Regions from separate parts of the Mus musculus genome. Here region 1 is linked to region 2. Evidence: chromatin contacts called from public HiCAR-type data. All regions are on one chromosome and are shown on one strand. Each heading gives the region's core, a stretch centred on a gene start, on an enhancer-like site or on the middle of the called end of the contact. The rest is flanking DNA. Distances are from core to core; before and after follow the strand shown.

The links. HiCAR-type assays count read pairs that join an accessible place to other places.
Region 1: a HiCAR-type map of astrocytes shows a contact between it and region 2, with 5 times the contacts expected there. The contact joins two enhancer-like sites. A contact is called at or near these places in 1 of 484 Hi-C or Micro-C datasets (nephron progenitors) and 2 of 115 datasets of contacts at active chromatin or transcription factors (both in astrocytes).

Annotation. Positions count from the first base shown.
Region 1 is chr13:59,179,623-59,182,471 of GRCm38.p6, reverse strand. The region is part of intron 3 of Gm34354 (a long non-coding RNA gene); the gene reads right to left. Among named protein-coding and RNA genes, the nearest start is that of Gm34354, 32 kb to the right of the region's middle. Within about 2 kb of position 1,446, at least 18 of the 459 cell types and tissues checked have an H3K27ac peak or open chromatin away from gene starts, as enhancers often do. A contact at or near this core is called in astrocytes, where this site is marked.
Region 2 is chr13:58,840,038-58,843,116 of GRCm38.p6, reverse strand. Ntrk2 (neurotrophic tyrosine kinase, receptor, type 2) reads right to left here. Exons shown (of 18, transcript NM_001025074.2): 5 at 173-241. Among named protein-coding and RNA genes, the nearest start is that of Ntrk2, 34 kb to the right of the region's middle. Within about 2 kb of position 1,661, at least 72 of the 459 cell types and tissues checked have an H3K27ac peak or open chromatin away from gene starts, as enhancers often do. A contact at or near this core is called in astrocytes, where this site is marked.

The DNA of each region.
Region 1 (2,849 bases), core at 197-2,696, 340 kb before region 2:
TATACACAAATATTAACTAAAGAAAACAAAGCATATTGCGTGGAATTCTCACGGAATAAATAAAAACACTACATAAAAAAAGACAAAGTAGCAGTCCTTGTATGATGTAGTTAGAGTCAAACTCATGGTGGTCACATTTTAAAAGAAAAAGAGGTAAATTTTCAGGTAGTCAAAATTAATTCACATAGTTAAGTACTAGCTAGTAGCCCAGCCCCCAAAAAAAATGTAATTTATGTTTCATCTACATGATGACAATTTAAAGAAAAAGAAAGTGTAAACCATTCTAACAGCTTTAGAGGAAAAATAATTTTTTACTCCAAAAGAAGGAACAAAATTCAAGAATAAATTAGTAGCTCTAAACTCCAATACATTCACAGTTACAACAAATGAAAATGGACTAAGTAAAATCTCAGGTCATCAGATGGAATAAAATTATAAAAGCATTCATATTCTGCCCGAGTGCAAAAATACATAGAGATTATATTTAAACACATTCAGTCACAAGTTGGAAGGATGCACTCTGAACTCCACTAACCTCAGATAAAGTGGGATCCGGTCAAGAGACATTCATTCCTAAGTATATAGCAAGTGATTTCCTAGTGATAAACATACCTGTCTCCTTGGAAAATTCAAGACTGTAAATGTGTGAGTGCCATGAGAGAGACAACCGTGTGTGGAGGGAAGTGGAGCTGATTCTACAGACACAGACAAGGGGAGCGCCTGTAGTTGATAAAATAGAAACATAGATAACGAAATTTAAAAAAGAAAAAACCCATCAGCACACTATCCACTGGGACACAGTCGCTGTGCACAGAAAACGGGGCAAGAAACAAGCAGGTACATTTTTGCTCTCAAGTTGACTGAGATTTTCACCAAAATTTCCAAGAGAAGAATAAATAAACACACAAAGTTCTAAAACACGTGATTGCGAGCTTCCGATTCAACAAAGTAGGCAAAGGGTAACAAAGAAGCTGGAGGTGGGAAACAAGAAAACACAGAAGTCAGAGGCTCAGCTGTAATAACAATGATGCCGTGTAAATGACAAGGACCAGTGAGAGCCAACAATGGTTCACGGAATGGGTGACCGAGACCCACAACCTGCTCGTGACAGGCATGAAAGAAAAAGAAAATGCTGCCGTTAACATAAGTAAAGTGGCATTGGAATGTATCCTGCTGAAGCTAAAATGCTCTCCCGAGCATCCTAACCACAGTCTTACTCCAAGAAATGTGAAGATTTGGCTGCCAATGGACAAATTCCTCAAAAATCTCGAGTTGCCAAATCTGACCCATGAAGTAGAAAAATCTGAGCGCATTTTATTTCTTAGATAAATCGAATGCTTCCTTTCCAGAAAAACAACTTTGGGCCCAGATGCTTGTACTAGCGAATCTTCCCAAACGTTTAAGGAAGAAATCATGTGGACCTCGATGAGAAAAGATGGAGCGTGCCCAAGCTGGTTCTCGGAGGAGGAAGGCTGCATTCTGATGCCAGACCCTGGCAAGGAGACTGTGAGAAAGAAGATTACATGCCAATTTCCCTCATGAACATTGTATAAAAATCTTGAAACACTTGCAAATCAATTGATGCGTGAGTGGGTTAATGTTCCGAGAGCCTGGGTAACTCGCCACACTAACAGAAGTGGAAGGCATTGTAACATTTATTTGTTAAAAAGAATAAAACAGAAAGTCCAGCCATGGAAAAACTGCCTGGCAAGCTAGAAACGGAGGAGTGCTTTTTAATGTGAAAGAGGCTTCCTTGGAGTCTTACAGTAAACACCATATTTAACAGTGAACTATGAAAGACTTCCCCTTTGAGACTCAGAATGGAACAGAGATACTCAGAGCCTCTTGTTCAGTGAAGACTGGATATTTTGCAGAATGGCATGGGGAGGGAAATTAAGTAAAAGCCTTCAAGGGTTAGAAAAGGAAAAGAAAAAAAAAACCTCTCATTATTTAAAGAGATAAGTGTGTACAAAGAAAACTCAAAAGAATTTTGAGTTTTAAAATTAACAGGAGGATTTAGTGAGGGGACTGGCTACAAGCAAGGCTGGTGGTTTAAAATCTATTTTATTCCAATGCCAGAAATAAATAGAATATTAAATTATAGCATCTGGGTATGCTTTAAATTAATATTTGTATTTTGTGAGACAAAATAAAAAATGATGAGATAAAGATTATAAAAGCTGATATCGGATTCATTTTGGGGTGGTACAAAGATTGTCAGTGACACAGGGACACCAGGCCACACAGTGTCAACCAACTGATGGGGGCCAACTGCCCTCTTGATGTTAAACAACCCTGACAGGACCATTCCAAGAGAGTGAAGGTAACACACTGACAGACAGACAAAGGCAGCCTGACAAGCTCCCCAAGAGCTAACCCCATTCCCTCCAAAGACAGAAATGGGAATATTTTACCATTTTTACGTCTTTTTAATTTTGTTTGTAAGTCTTGACATCCTTTAACATGCGTGTGTGCCTAAGTGAACGTGAATGCTTAGGGATATGTTAAAGTGCCTTTTAAGCAGGCTGAGGAACTAAAGTATCCATTTGCCTTCTTAATACCCATTTAAATGGCATTTTGAGGTCTGTTAAATGTTTTATAAATCCTTAAAATGTTATTTGCTTATATAAAACAACATTACTTGTAAGAGGAAAGCTTCATTGGGTTATAAAATTTGACATCAAACACAGAAGTTCTACTAAAAATTTCTTTCTTATTTTATTTACTCAATAGTCATAGCTTAAAAAAATTAGGAGTACCTAAAAATGTTTTATGTTAAGATGTCTCTGGGGAATGTATATTATAGATCCTTTGGGGGATAATTTATATGGATATTTTCAACAATAGTC
Region 2 (3,079 bases), core at 412-2,911:
GTAGTCACCCAATTGGGCAAAGCTAGAGAAACCATTTTTCAATAATTTTGATGCAACGTACACTTGCAATGGTACTCATTCAAAAAAAAAGAAAGAAAAGAAAAGAAAGAAAACATAATTATCCTTCCTTTTGAAAATTTCCTCCCAAATGCCAGACAAAATCGTTACTTACAGGTCAGACAAGTCAAGGTGGCGGAAATGTCTCCTGGACAAACTCGTCAGCTTGTTTCGTGTGAAATTTCTGAAAGAAATCAGATATGTTAAGTGTAACTTTAAAGGTTATGATTTAAGAATGATAGTGGTTTTGTTTTTTAAAGCGTAATTTTCCTGGACTCGGGTACCCATCTTACTTGGAGCCAAACTGTGCCTTTTACATGAGAAGATAACTTCCGGGGGTCCCTGCCTCGCTTACAGTGCCTATGCACTATGAGAGAAGAGTGTATGTTTCTCAGAGTCTCTCTTTAATATCTTTGTTTCACCCAAACGTTTATGTCTCGTGTATCGATTGAAAGTCCAGTTCTCTCCCAGTTGGGCTCCCGATGCTTTGAGCACTTAATTGGGGGAATATGTAATAAAACAGCACAGTATAAGCCCATGAGAGGAGGAAAGAGAGAGATTCTAAAACTAAGAGGCATCTTGAACATTTTTAAGGTGTGTGACAAACAAAACCTGGGCTAGAGAGACTTTCAACTGTCTTTCCCGGAAGGAATACACCTGCTGACGGAAGCCGCCTGCCTGGTGGGACTATTTACATGTGACCTCAATGAAGGAGTAGCTCCAAGAAGAGACCAGGGCAGAACACTGGGGAACAGGGCATGTGTCAGACTTTATCGTGAGCTCCCCCAAAACACAGCATCTTTATAATTTAAACAAAGCAACAGAAAGATGCTCTTTCTATCCATGGGAGGGAGGAAAAAAAACCTTATGAATTTCCTGGTGTGTTCCAAATGCCTGTTGTTTGAGTGTTTCCAGTGATCCTGGCAGCTGAATTTGTTTACTGTTTCATATTTACTTAAAGTTCTTGAGCCTCTGGATGGATATTTTTGAAAAGTAGCAAAAGTGTGAAAACACACAGCCCACAAAAACAGCCAAGACCCCATCCACGCAGCTCCTGGCTTCTCGAGTGGCCCAGGCAGGCAGGTGTCTAAGAAGAAAGTCTGCTAGGGACAGTAACCCTGGCTCTGCCCTGGACCTAAGGCCAGAATGCTATCAGGCCAATGACATCTCAGTCATCTGTAGGAGCTAAATCACAGGCTGACAGGGTTAGCTGGTGAAAGGAGAGAAGGGTACCCGGGATGAAAATATACTCGAACCCATCAGGAAGTCGTGAGAGAGACATGCCCATGTAAGCCTTTTCTTTGGGGACATGAATTAAGAATGGCTTCTGTGGAACAATATCACACAAAAAATCTCTGCCTGTCTTTAAGGCTCAGGTGTGTTCATACTCATCACAAAGCCTGAAAAAAAAGGAAAAAAAAATCTGTTCTTCTCCCCAAAAATAAATAAAAGGGGTACAGGGGCAGGGATGGAGGGGAGGGGAGGGGAAGGGAAGGAGGAGCGAGGGAAAGGAAAGACTGGGGAAGGGAGGGAGGGGAGGAAAGAGGAAGAGAGGGGAGAGAAGGGGAAGGGAGTGGAGGGAAGGGGAGAGAAAAGCAGAGACCAGGAGGGAGAGAGAAGGAAAAAGAGGGATGAGGAAACTTCCGCATCATCTCCCCCACACCCCACCACACACACACACACACACACACACACACACACACACACACATCAGCTCACACTACCCTATGGAGCAGCCTCCCGCCCCCACCCATCAGCTCTATGCTGCCCTGTGGAGCTGCCTCTCCCACCCCACCCCACCCCCCATCAGCTCTATGCTGCCCCATGGAGCCACCTCTCCCAGTCTGCTCCGCTCAGCTCAGCTCTACCCTCCCTGGAGCAGCTGCTAGTCTGGGTTGCCAGCAGCACACTGCAGCTCGGGGTTACGGGCCAAAGAACAAGATGAGTTTTATGAAGCATACTTAGGAATGGGGCCAAAAGCCAAAAAGGAGGAAGAAGGAAGAAAAAAATCAACAATCCTCTTACTGTTTGATTGTAAAACTTTGCTAAGAGCCTAATTAGCACCTCGGCAGAGCCCCTGGAAAACACAAATGCTGGCTTTTCTCACAGTCCCGGGGTTCTAGGGGTTGGGCAGCAATTAAAGGCACCCAGACTTATAATCAGAGATCAGCACTGGATGGTGACTGTGTCAGGCTAACACTGACCAGGCAAACTGAGGCAAAGATGAGGCTGCGCTCTCTTGTGAGGTCCCTAAAACCTGAAGTACAACAGTCCCAATTGTCCCTCATTACTCTCTCTTTTTATTGGATATTTTCTTTATTTACATTTCAAATGTTATCCCCTTTCCTGATCCCCCTCCCTCCCAAAAGTCCCTATCTCCCTTCCCCTGCTTCTATGATGGCATGTCCTCATCCACCTACCCACCCACTCCCATCCTGGTATTCCCCTACACTGGGGCATCAAGCTTTCACAGTACCAAGGGCCTCTTCTCCCATTGATGCCTGACGAGGCCATCCTCTGCTACATGTGTGGCTGGAGCCATGAGTCCCTCCATGTGTACTCTTTGGTTGGTGGGAGCTCTGAGGGGTCTGGTTGGTTGATATTGTTGTTCTTTCTATGGGGTTTTGACCCCCTTCAGCTCCTTCAGTCCTTTCTCTAACTCGTCCATTCCTTTCTATAGAGGCAGGGGAGCTCAGAAGGACCTTCAGGCCACCCTCAGGTTACAGAGCGGCAGCTTCATTAGTCGTGTGCACCTCACTGTGCTGATAACCCAGGTCAGTACAATTTGAGTTCAGAAAATCCAGGCAAAGCAAGGTGATCCCCAGGGTCCCCAGTCCTAAGCAGAGGCTAGGACAGAAGACAGATGCTAGAGCCGACTCCTCCTGCATCCCTACACTCCTCCAAGGCGAGGTACCGTCCTGCAGCTAGGGAGAGCCTCTCTCCTCATGTGGCTGTGTGAAGCTTGATGGTATTTCACCTCTCTTCATGGCTGTCTGAACGCTTGTCTAATTTCATTGGACAT